Linked DNA regions of Mus musculus: region 2 is linked to region 1. Evidence: chromatin contacts called from public HiChIP or PLAC-seq data. All regions are on one chromosome and are shown on one strand. The core of a region is the stretch at or near the end of the contact, and the rest is flanking DNA. Distances in the headings are between cores, read along the strand shown.

Region 1 (6,167 bases), core at 2,338-4,837:
ACAAGAATCAATGAACGTGAAGTGTAGTGTCAGTTTTACTGGGCTCTGGCCGCCTTTCAGGAACGTGACTTTTTGTGGCGAGTTCATGCTACTTAAAAGTATTCTTAGCTCCGAGTTTAACTCTTGCGAAGGGTGGCTTCCCAGCCCCACTACCCACCCAGGTCTTTCCAAACTCTTTCATGCCATGAATAGCTCCCGAAGTTGAAAGAGTTGAAGATTAATTTTAGCTTTTTTTTTTTTTCTTCTGCTTTTGGATGCTTGGATTTTTCACGCAGGATGCCTGACTGCTCACTGCTAGCTCATGGAGGAGGAGTTGGGGAGGGGCAGAGGGTAATGGTTGCCTAACCACAATTCCTTTACCCTTCACACCAAGGGCACAGGCAGGCAGCTCCATTCCAAGACACGGCCAAGCTGCCTTGCAATCTGGGAGACTCAAAATCGGAATGTCTTTAACAAGTGTGTGGGGACCCAGAAAGGGTGAGTGGGAAGGAGGTCCTCTCAACCCAGACCAACTGTGAACTGATGGCCCCTTAATTCCAAGAAAAGGCTTGTCTCTGAAACCCATCTATACATGCGTGCGTGCATGTGTGCGTGTGTGCGTGTGTGTGTGTGTGTGTGTGTGTGTGTGTACACATATGAGTGGATGTGTGCATGTGTGTATATGAGTGTGTGTGCATATGTGTTTTATCAGTAAACATTCTTTTTAACCAAGCCATGTGGACAATACTAGTCCCCTGGGGGGCTCTGCCATTGTTTGAAAACACCCAGGGCTGTGGATAAGCTGTGTGGACACAGACATGGGATGTGAAATCTACAAAGGCCTGCTCCAAAGAGCCATGTGCTGGCTTCACAGGGGTTGATCGTTCTAAGATTTGCTAAAATGCTTTGGAGTTTCTCTCAGTAAATCTCTCTAGATAGATTTTATATATATACACATATATTGTATTTCCCCCTTTTGTCTGGTGTGTGTATGTGTGTTTGAAATTTCTCCCTCATTCATTGACCAGTAACTTTTTGTCACCAAGCCCTGACTTTTCTCCTTACATCTGCATTTAAGCTGTCATTGACTGCTGCTGTCCCCTCCTCTCAGGACCTGACAGCCAAAACCTCGTGCCCTTTCATCTCTTTGTGTCTGCATTATGACATAACCTGCCCAAAGTGGCCCAGCTCCCCAATTCTTGTATGTAAAATTTGCAACATTTTTTGAGACGGGTCAGTGCCCATTTTGGGGACCCTTTCTTTATCTGAGTACCGTGTTAAAACTTTTTGCAGATGTGGCCTATTCAGGAGCAGCCCGAGGCTGCATGCAGAGATGGGGAAGAGAAGAAAAGGCCTTCCTATTTTGTGATTGCCATAGTAACTCAAACATTGCCAGTGTGTTTGCAGTGCCTGGTCAGCAGCTCCTGGGAGTTTGATTTCCTGTGCAATCAAGCCCTCTACTGGGGACCACGACTCCTGTGACTCTGGCTGCACAGCGGACAGCTTGCTTGTTAGGTCTAAAATTAAGCATTTCAGTTTAAAATAATACCCATTTGTATCCATTTTGTTCAACGTAACAACAGCTGCCGTCCCTGGAATGACAGAGTTTCCTTTTAATCTGAAGCCTCATATGACATTTATGAATGAGGCTGGCTCCATTCATTTGCAGTTTGAATTCACACTGCTTATTTATTTATTTTTTTTGGGGGGTGTCTTTTTTTTTCTTCCCCAGCATATGGGTGAAATTCAACATTATTCAAGTAATTATATACACAGCTCAGGAGGAGGAAAAAGCCTGCTTTGTTTGTTGTTCTCTTTTAAACTAGTTAGATGGCACTTGGTGCTTCCTTTTTTTTTTTTTTTTTTTTTAATTTTAAAAAAAGGCCGAATCCAGAGGATGAATTGGTCGAGGCTTTCAAAGTTCAGTGAGATAATGAAAGAAGATGTAATACGGCCACTGAGTTTATTTACTATTTGTGGATAAACAACTAAAAACATCAGCCCTCCTTGCTCACTGGGAGGGAGAGAGAGGCAGAAAAGCCACTGATGGGGGATCCTGCTAAAATCGTTGAAAAACTATGATGCCTCGCTCTTGTTTTCTGCCTGCCAGGTCGTTCCCCTCCCCCGCCCCCTCACGCCGCCGCTGAAATGAACAAAACTGCAGGGTACCACCCAGGTGAAGGCGCGGGGTGAAAACACGGGGCACAAAAGACCAAATGGCAACCCTTTCAGAATGCTCTGCGGTTTCACAGTATTGCCAGGATGGGGGAAAATTAATTGGCATTTAGTTACACGTTGCCCCATAAGCGAAGCAGAGTTGAAGGTGCCTGGATAACAGCCGTTCTCTGTTCCCTGGCCCCGGGCAGAGCGTATTCCTGTCGCTTTAGCTCCACAGCATAGAGTCCAGTAGAAGCTCTCAGTCGCGAACTTCATTTCTCAAATTACATCACTAGAAGCCTTCTGCCTCAGCTTGAGAACTGAAGGAGCAACAAGAAGACAACCAACTGGTGCAGGATTCCCAATTCGTAAATACACATGAGCCGGCAAGCATTAAGTTAGGGTCTTAAGGCCGCAACACATGCCCTTAATCAGAAGACTAAAGAGCCTGAAAAAGTGGCTTTGATACTCTGTAAGTTTGTGGTCCTCTTAACCAGTTAAAAATACAGGGGCTGGAGAGATGGCTCAGACGGTCAGAGCACTGGCTGCTCTTGAAGAGGACCTTGGTTCGATTCCCGGCACCCACATGGCGGCTCACAACGGCCTGTAACTCCAATTGCAGGGAGTCCAGCGTCCTCTTCTGGCCTCTGCAGGCACTGCATTCATATGGCACACACCTACATCTAGGCAAATGCCCATATCATATTTGTATATCATAATGTAAAAATAAATTTAAAACAATTTTTTTTTGAGGCAAAGCCTAGGTGTCATGGAACTCAGTCTTTAGACCAGGCTGGCCTTGAACTCACAGAGATCCACCTGCCTTTACTTCCCAAATGCTGGGAGTTAAAGGCGTGCTCTACCATGCCTGGCTAAAAAAAAAAAAAAAAAAATTAAGGTTGCATAGAATTCTTCTTACATTAATTCACCTTTCTTTTTTCTTTTGAGCAGAGTCTCGCAGTGGGGCAGGCTTGGCCTAGAATTGACAATCCTCCTGCCTCCTCCCCTGGAATGCTGGGATTGTCTGCTTATTCATCTCATCACTTATTCAGGGACAGTATAGACTGAGCATGGCACAGCACTAAACACTGAGGTTAAACTGTCCTGGGTCTGGTTCCACTCCTAATATTGAAACCACCACCACCACCACCACCACCATCACCACCAGCAGCAGCCCTATTCTGGGACTGGCTGGACAAACCCTGCCCCACACTGATGGCACAACACAAAGACCCTGGCCCAGAAGAGTGGCACCTGCTAAAGAGAGCACTAGGCTCTCTCTCTCTCTCTCTCTCTCTCTCTCTCTCTCTCTCTCTGTGTGTGTGTGTGTGTGTGTGTGTGTGTGTGTGTGTGTGTGTAAGAGAGAGGCACTCAGTCAAACCCAGAGGGGAACAGTTTGGAATTTAGAAGGCTGGGGAGCCAGAAAGGGCAGGACTGAGAGACAAAAGTGTTCAGAATGTGCACAGCCGGGTGGTGGTGGTGGGGGGAAGGTGCCCTTTGTGGCAATAAGGTGTTACTCAGCGATCCCAGCATTTTTCTCTGTACGAATTCATGTGGCAGAGATTGACAGCTTTCTTATTATAAGTCTCTTTGTTAATAGACTGAAAACCCCAATCTCTGGCCCCAAAATGACTTCTAAGCTTCTCACCCTATGTCTCATAAGGCCAAAAAAATCACATCCCCAAACTAAGTAGCAGCTCACCCTGGCTTTTCTGCCTGGCTCTGCTGTGAGTCACTCAAATGGTCACAAGGGACCAAGGGCCTCCTCACCAGAGCCCTTCCTTGTTAACCATTTTGTGAGCATGCTTCATGTGTTCTATGAGTCACACAGTCTGTGATGTGTGTGTGTCCTCTGTGGACTGAGGACCACATTTCAGAGGCTCGGGGGAAACCTCAGGAATGGTGATGGAACCTAGCCGTGCCCAGACCAGTGGCCAGGTTGGGGGACACGGCTTGTAATGTGTCCTGCTTGTAACGGAGACCTGTGCACCCTAGATGGTATGCCCTCCCATCTCCATGATCCCACCCACCCACACACACACACACACACACACACACACGTTTACATATATATTAGTATTATTCTGAATCTGCTCTGCTCGCCAAGACTATGGAAGAAGGTATCAAAAGCTTTTATTTCAACTTGAGTATGAGAGAGGTAATGGTAGGCACAGTTATTGAAGCCTAATTCTCTGATTTATAAATTTTCTTCAGCTAACAGCAAAAGTTTGGTTGAGTGAATTCCATCCATGTGTCCCACTGTGTAACTCAGGAGGAGCCAAGGCTATGGGAAGGAGGGTTGGGCAGCAATCTAGGTAAGTGTGGACTTGGGCCTCGCAGGACAAGAGCTCTGTCCCCAGCACCGTTCTCCCTCCACACTCACCCCTGCCTAACTGTTCCATCTCCTAACATTCAGGGAGGAAAACATGATGAGATGCCAGGGTTTTGCTTGTGTGCTTATAAAACACAGACTGCACAGCACTGCCAGCCTTATGGGAACAAGCATCCTGCCTCTCTCTCTCTTTTTTCCTTTTTAGATTTATTTTGATTACTTTATATGTGTGTGTTGTGGCTGCATGTATGTTTGTGGAACACGTGCATGCCTGGTGCCCGAGAAGATGGCAAACCTCCATATCCGTGCTGGGAATCAGGTCTTTCACAACAAGTGCCCTTAACCACTGAGCCCAGGAATGAGCATTCTTTATAAGACCAGAACACACATTTTTAAAAATTTGTCTGAGATAGGGTCTCACTGTGTGGTCCCAGCTGACCTGGAACTCGCTATGTGATCAAGGCTGGTCTTAAACTCAGAGAAAGATCTCCCTGCTTTGCCTCCCAAGTGCTCAGACCAAAGCACTTAAGATGCTTGTGGCCACTGCATCTTAAGAACACACATTTGACACTTACTCTGCAGCTCAGATGGCCTGGGACTCACACTGTAGTCCAGGTTGGTCTTGGACTCAGAATAATACTCGTTTGCCTCAACCACACAGGGGCTGGGATTACTCCTGACTTCAGACTATAAATTACAATATTCTTCTGCTGGGGGTGGTGGCAGTAACCAGAATCTTTTTTTGTTTCCAGAGGGAAAGAACCCCCCCCCCCCAATGTGTTTTCTAAACACACATTGGAGGCATATGAGCAGAGAGAGCTGTCTCTCTGCTCAGCCCAGGGCACCAGCCCATGATGGGGTTTGGGCAGCAATAGGGATGTGGGTCAATGAACTGCCACAAATAAAAGTAGGTTTTGTGTGTGTGAGTGTGTGTGTGTGTGTGTGTGTGTGTGTGTGTGTGTGTGTGTATGTGAGGGAGGGATACAGAAGCCAAGGGAAATGCAGAGGGACGCTATAATTGTAGGCTTTTCCACCAGCACCTCATTTCCTGAATAACAATTCTGAGAGTTAATTATTTATGAATAAATGCCTGGGCCATATGCTTGGACTTGTTCCCCGACTAGCTGGTAACTTATATAACACTTTTAAATCGTTCTATGTCTGACACATGACTGGTTACCTCGAATCTTTTTCTATGTGTGACTTCCTCCAACTGGGATGGGGTGGGGTCCACTGGGGTGGGGTGGTGTGGGGGGGAATCTCCCAAGTCAAACACAATGTATGTAGACAGAAAGGACAGCCCAGAAAAGGAAGCCAGCAACAGATCTTAAAAACACCCAATCAGATATTCAGACACAGGCTGGAGAGATGGCTCAGCAGTTAAGATTCAGACACTTAAGTGAAAGGTATAAATAGATGAGAATTTTGTTTTAAAACTTTTTTTGTGGTCGGACGTGGTGGTGCACGCCTTTAATCCCAGCACTCGAGAGGCAGAGGCAGGCGGATTTCTGAGTTCGAGGCCAGCCTGGTCTACAGAGTGAGTTCCAGGACAGCCAGGGCTATACAGAGAAACCCTGTCTCAAAAAAAAAAAAAAAAAAAAAAAACAAAAAAACAAAAAACAAAAAACAAAAAAACAAAAATAGGCCATCAGCAGCTTTTTAGAGAGAGATGTCAGTGCATGCAGGCATGTGTGGAGGT
Region 2 (6,167 bases), core at 1,570-4,069, 56 kb before region 1:
AACAGATGGAGAGCACCTGGGTCCGCAGTTCGCCCAGCTTTGAGTCCGCGAACTGTAGTAACACCTGCTATTGGGTGTCTAAGCGCGTACGCGCTCACCGGCTCGGCGGAACTCCACGCATCTCATCTAATACAGATGCATAAAAAGCCCACACAGATCCCCGAGGAAAGCCGGAATCAGCTGGAATCTTGCGCCACCTTTCAGGGACCTTTTGCCTGAAAGCAAAACCGGGGCGCACCCTTCATAAAGGCTAGAGCAGCTCAAACCCTAAGAAGGTTGGATCCCTGGTCTCTACCCTTGGAATTAGCCAGGGAAGCATAGCATCTTTTGTTGGAGATCGGAGGGAGCAGCCAGCCTGCCCGCCCTGCACAGGAATACTGGGAAGGACACGGAGTTGGAGTAGAATCCCGGAGCTTCAAGAGAGCTGCGGGTGTGGGGAGGAGAGTGGCTACCTGTAAGTGGAGGAGCTGAGCTTGGATCTCTGCAGCGCCCAAGCAGAGAGTGCCAGCCCTTGCCTGTGCCTGCCTGGCCTACAGCCTAAGCCTGGGGACCCCAGAGGCAGGGGAATTTCTAAGAAAAAAAAAGTTTATTTAAAATTTTGTACATAAATAAATAAATAAATATCTTCTGGCATTACAGAGACGATACAATGACACAGTCAGTCAGTCCCCAGAGGGAGTCGGGGCCTGGACAATGGGGAGAGGTTGGTTACAGCGGCTTCATTTGAAGGGGGTTTAGAGCGTATTGGAAACAGAGTCATTTTCCCCAATACAATACCATGTGAGACAGTTCTCTCTGCTAGGGGGACTTCTTCGAACAGCAAGACCTGATCCCTGTTTAAGGGACAAACGGACAGAAGGGAGAGACTTCCTGAGGAGGGAAGGAAAAGTTAAGTCCATAGACGTGTTGCATAAAGGACCACAGTGGGGGGAGACGAGTTGGGGGCAAGAAAGAAATGTTAAAAGAAAAGCAAACAGCCACTCGCGGAGTGAAAAGCCCAGATTGACCGAGAAGGAGAGAATAGTGGAACCGAGGAAGCTTGAACCAGCCCAGAGTTGGCAGGCGAAGAGGCGCTGGCGGTCAGCAAGGCGCTGTGCTCCGGCCTGCGTGCCTGGGAGAAGAGGCTGTGTCCTAGGAGGAGGACTCAGCCTTCATCGCTTGGAGTCCTCCTAAACACCCTGAAGCCCAAGGGACAGGGGCACTGTCTTCAAGTGTCTGCTAAGGTCTTAGCTCTGCCTAAAGCTGCGCACCACCGCAAAGCCCAACGAAATCCGTCGGTTGGCCAGCGGGTGCCTGGGGACCAGTGCGGGAAGGGTCGGGGTGGGGGGTGGGGAAACCAATGGTCCTCTAAAAGGCGCACCTACGGAGTGACTGTGAGATCTCTGTCATCCTTCCCGGAGGAAGATGGAGACATGGGCAATTCGTCGTCGTCCTCTGAGCATTTGGCTGAGGAGAGCGAAGAGCACTTGCAGCCTTGCGGTGCGCCCCCGCCGGCCCCCGCCCCAGCTCCGCCGCGGTGGTTACTGCCTTTGCCTTCTTTCTTGTGCTTCACCCGGCGGTTCTGAAACCAGATCTTCACCTGCTTCTCGGACAGGTTCAGATAGGTCGCGATCTCGATGCGCCGCAGGCGGGAGAGGTACATGTTGGAGGCGAACTCTCGCTCCAGCTCCAGGAGCTGTGTGCTGGTGAACGCCGTCCGCATCCTCTTGCTGCTGGGCAGCTGGTTCGAGCTGCTGTCTGGAGGGCGATGGGGGGGGGGGGGAGGGAGGGAAAGAGAGAGAGAGAGAGAGAGAGAGAGAGAGAGAGAGAGAGAGAGAGAGAGATCATCAAACCTCTGAGCCTTGGGCCTAATTTCCCGCTGAACTGAGGCTAGCCTCAACCTTGGAATCAGGCACACATCCCTTCCATCCTTCCATTCATCACTCCACAGGCGGGTGCCTCCTTGCCAAGTCACAGACTCCAATTCTCCTCGGAATCGGTTGTCCCTAACACCCCTTTAAGGAACATCTCAAAGCTGGCCTTAACCCCTTCCCCTTCGCCCCAGGATCTTTCTGGCTTCTCCCCGGTTCCTACGTCCGGTCCCAGTCTAGCACTGTGAGCGCCCCTCGAGTATCCTCACCGTCCCCCATAGCGCGCCGTTTCCCCATCCCTAGCTCACTCACTTCCCCCCACCCCGGGACCACCGCCCCCCAATTTCGCGCGGGGACCCCGCTTACCCACAGAGATGCAGTGAAACTGTCTGGGATCCGGCAGCGGGTAGGAGGTCTGGTAGAGTGCAGCAGCTGCTGCGGCCGCAGCCGGGCCGTGGGCGACTCCAGGGGACACGGAGTGCTGGCGGCCCAGGGGTGCGTGGCAGTACTGCGATCCGAAGGGAGGGAAGGACGCCTTGAGTAGCGGCAGTGCCGGCGGCCCGGGGGGCCCGTGCAGCTGCGAAGCGGTGACACAGAGGGGACACACGCACAGCAAGCCGGCCTTGCGCGCGTGGCAGGCGCCCGGCGAGAGGCCGTGGAGCGCGTGCGGCGGCGGGACCGCGTAGGGGAAGAGCGGTGGCGGGCTGCCCTCCGGAGCCTTCTTGTCGCTGGCTTCCCGCAGCACAAGGGAATCCACCAGGAAGGAGCGCGGCATGGCTCCGGCGCGCGGTCCACCTGCCGCCAGCCCGCCCCTGGAGCCCGAGGGAACTGCAGATCCTGTCGTAGCTTCCCCTGGCCGCGGCCACCCGCAGCTTCCCGGGCCCCGGAGGCTCCACGCGCGGCTCAAGCCCGGGCTGGAATCACCTTGGCTGCTGCTGCGGGCACCTCCCGGAGCGGGCGAGGTGCTGGCCAGCGCTAGTGGTGCTGAAAGACGCCGGCGGCGCCGCTTAAATAGGACTATTGCCATGTGATGGGCTACGCCAGGAGCGGCCGGGGCCTCTCAATAGGGTTTTTGTGCCCTTTCTCTTGGCATTCACTCTGCACGCTTCCTCATTATTTCACTTGTTAACTAAATGAACTGCATAATGTACTCTATTCTTGTCAACCCCACCCACGCCGTAACAGGCGCACTCGCCCCCCTCCTCTTCCCTTTTCGGGTTTATTTTCTCATTCTCCCGCGATTTAATATTCTTTTCTTTCTCTTTATTTCTTACTTTCCTTTGGCTTTGCGCTGGCGATCGGTCCATTTATCTTATTGATTTCCGCACCCGTGCTGCCTCGCTTGCACAGATCCCCGTGGGCGCACACCCATCTCCTCTGCCCACTTGATCCTGGTCCCTTTCTTTCTGTTACTTCTTCCTTGCTCGTTCCCCCCACCCCAGTTCCACCAAGTGTATCGCTTTCGCTTAGTTCTCGAAGCTCAGCTCTGCATCCTATGAAGCATCCTAATGGGCGGCCACCATTCCCACCTGTGGAGTCTCTTCTCTCGCACTATTTGGAGACAGAAAAACAAGGTTTCTGAGTGCGCCTCAGAGGATGAGAGAAAGGCTCCCTAGTCCTCATTGGAGACTAACCTCATCTCTGTCCGTGTTTTCTCAGAAAATCAAAGGCTCCCAATTTTGGTGTTGCCTGTGACTCCTCATCTTTGTTCGGTGGACCCTTGGCCAACCAGCTCTTCCCTTCAACAACAGGGCCGTGTATGTAAAGAAATAGCAACAAAACAAGTACGCGGGTGGGTAGTCTTTGAAAATACGGACAGATACATAGCAAGGGGAGTGAGAGCCGAATTCGTGGGTATGAAGCTTTCCCACCCCACCAAACGTGGTGAGTGTGGATGGTGTAGACTCTCACAGACGTTGCGCGCGCACTCTCCACTCGCACACACTCCACTAGACACGCCGGTGCACTCGAAAGCGTTGCTTCCCACGGCTGGAGAGAAAGGAAGAGCACTCTTCTGTCTTTCCCAGTTTCTGTTGCCCTTTGCTTCCTCCTACCGTCGCCGCACTCTTTTTTTTCTTTCTTTCTGGTAACACAATGGTTAAACAACTTCAAATGCCACGCTCTGTGTACACAGCTTCAGTTTTTTAAAAAAATCATCCCGGGATTCAGAGCTGTCTCTGTCCCTGTGCGTTTAACATACAATGAGAAATTAGCATAAAAGATTTCGAATTTACTACTTTCGATTTTACAAATCGCCACAGTCACCTGCTCTGAACCGTGAACGGAATCGTGAGACCAAGAAAGGGGAGCTTTACGGAGGGGGTGGATGAATCAGTGCAAGGCCGCCCAAACCCGAGGCCTCTGTATGGGTTTGCAGTGTTCATGACATCCGAGCCGCCACAAACAACTGGTTAAAAAAATCAAAGATGATTTGTTATGGGAGAGGGTGTGTGTGAGAGCAACTGCCTCGACAATGGGAGGGTCGCCATAGGGGGAGCTAACCTGCGTGGAGGGCGTGCCATCTCGCCATCTAGCAAGAGTGAGGGCTCAGTGGTCCCCTGGTGCTTGGCATGCGGTGCCCCCAAGCTATGGTCTCGGCCCCAAAGCTCCCGCAAACCAGCCGGTACGCATCAATGCAGCCTAATTCCCGTTCTAATTGCTCTCTGGGAAATTTGGGCTGGGCTGGGTGGCGGGAGAGCTGAGACTAGAGAGGGGCTCCCCGCTGGGCTGAGGCGGGTTAGGGCGGAACGGGTGTGGACGCTGCCCGAGGGTAGAAGGGGGAGGCTGCTGCGCTCCAAAGCTGGCAAGTCAGCCGAGGTGCCAATGCAAGGGCTCTCCTGGGAGCTGCCGAACGCCCCAAGCGAGGAAAGGGTTAAGAGCCCTTGAATACAAGCAAGGCCAAAGCTACTGGGAAAGAATATGGGGGGGGGGGGGGGAGAATAACCAGTTTCCCCCTCTCCCTCCAGCCCCTAGACCTTATTGAATGTCATTGAAGAAAGTTTTGAATGCCAGATAAAGAGAGGCGAATTAAAGTGTGTGACAGCGGAGGATAAGCAAACACAAAGAGAACTCTGTCACACTTTGGGACAAAATCCGTGGGCTTTTTACCAAGTCTCTTCGCTATGATTGAATTAAGTAATAGGAAAACATTTTCTTTCAGTTTAGAACCATTAGACAAAACCTTCAAAGCGAATAACACTTTTTAATGTGCGGCCCCACAGTGGACCGGGGTTTGTGCCGAAATGGTGAAACGGTTGGTTGTGTAACTCGGAACGGGGGAGTCCCGGGCAGGGACTGACCTGTCCCAGGGTGTTTTCACCCGGCCTGAAGAGAAGGCGCTGGCAACCTGGCTATGTCCAAACTCTGCGATGGGTAATGGACTCCCTGCTCGGTGTTCCTAGGTCACCGCTGCACCAGGCAATCACTTGATAAAAAGTTCTGCTTCGTGGAGCAGTACGGGCAGCTAGGTCCGCTCCCCGGGCGCACGGTGGCCCTGTCGCCCTGCCTTCTGCCTCTGCGTTCCCCAGTTCCTCTTGTGGTCTTCCCCGCAGCGGAGCTGCTTTTCTACTTAAAGCTCCAGGCCGAGCTCCCTTCGGCTGAACTGTTCTCCGCGGAACAAACGCCCCCTAGGGAGGGGCAGGGTGGGAGCAGGCAGCCGGATTAGCCTGACAGCCCTGCGACAGCCCCCCCCCCCCCATCGTCGCCCCCCCCCCCCCAGCCCCTGGGCCTCAGCGCCCGCTTCCCCGCCCCCAGCCGGTTTTCAAGTGTCCATCAGGTACGGCTCAAACTGGAACCGTTTCTGCGATCCCGGCCTTTTCTTCCCCGTGCACACCGCGGCCTCCCTTGTGAGATATTTGCAGGAAGGAAAAAAAAAAGCATAAATGTGGATTTTCCCCATCTCCATCCCTCAAAGATCATTTGCCTTCTCATAGAAGCCATATTTAAAACACCATCCGTCTCCCTGCCCTCTCTACCTCAGAAGCTTCTGCCTCAGAAGCAACTTCTAAGTTGGTTGTGCCTTTTGCTCTTTCACTTTTCTGGCTCCCTCACCATCCTGAAATCCGTGTTCTGGAAGAATGAGGGTCTGCTGTATCTGTTGCAAAAACTCCCTAACTCATAATAGGCTTATTTGTTGGGGGAATAAATCAAGGTGAAAGAACTCACCCGGAAGCAGGACTTTCCTTGGATTTTCTGCCGTGTCCGCCTAGCCTAATTCTACCTGGATCCTGAGGAGCCTGACTGGACTGGCAGACGTGTGTGGTGAGACCCAGGAGGTCAAGGGTCTTGGAATCTGCGGGTCCTCCCTCATTCCCGGGA

The links. HiChIP or PLAC-seq counts read pairs in DNA pulled down with a chosen protein or histone mark.
Region 2: an HNF4G HiChIP or PLAC-seq map of pancreatic cancer cells shows a contact between it and region 1. The contact joins the promoter of Gsx1 here to the enhancer-like site in region 1. A contact is called at or near these places in 2 of 39 promoter capture datasets (both in embryonic stem cells), 15 of 484 Hi-C or Micro-C datasets (embryonic stem cells, germline stem cells and nephron progenitors), 9 of 115 datasets of contacts at active chromatin or transcription factors (embryonic forebrain, embryonic stem cells, neural tube and 1 more) and 1 of 9 other capture datasets (embryonic stem cells).

Annotation. Positions count from the first base shown.
Region 1 is chr5:147,129,866-147,136,032 of GRCm38.p6, reverse strand. No RefSeq gene overlaps it. Among named protein-coding and RNA genes, the nearest start is that of Gm34994, 26 kb to the left of the region's middle. Within about 2 kb of position 3,587, at least 34 of the 459 cell types and tissues checked have an H3K27ac peak or open chromatin away from gene starts, as enhancers often do. A contact at or near this core is called in pancreatic cancer cells, where this site is marked.
Region 2 is chr5:147,185,348-147,191,514 of GRCm38.p6, reverse strand. Gsx1 (GS homeobox 1) reads right to left here and starts at 2,819. Exons shown (of 2, transcript NM_008178.2): 1 at 2,217-2,819; 2 at 568-1,737. The coding sequence starts at 2,625. The coding sequence ends at 1,361.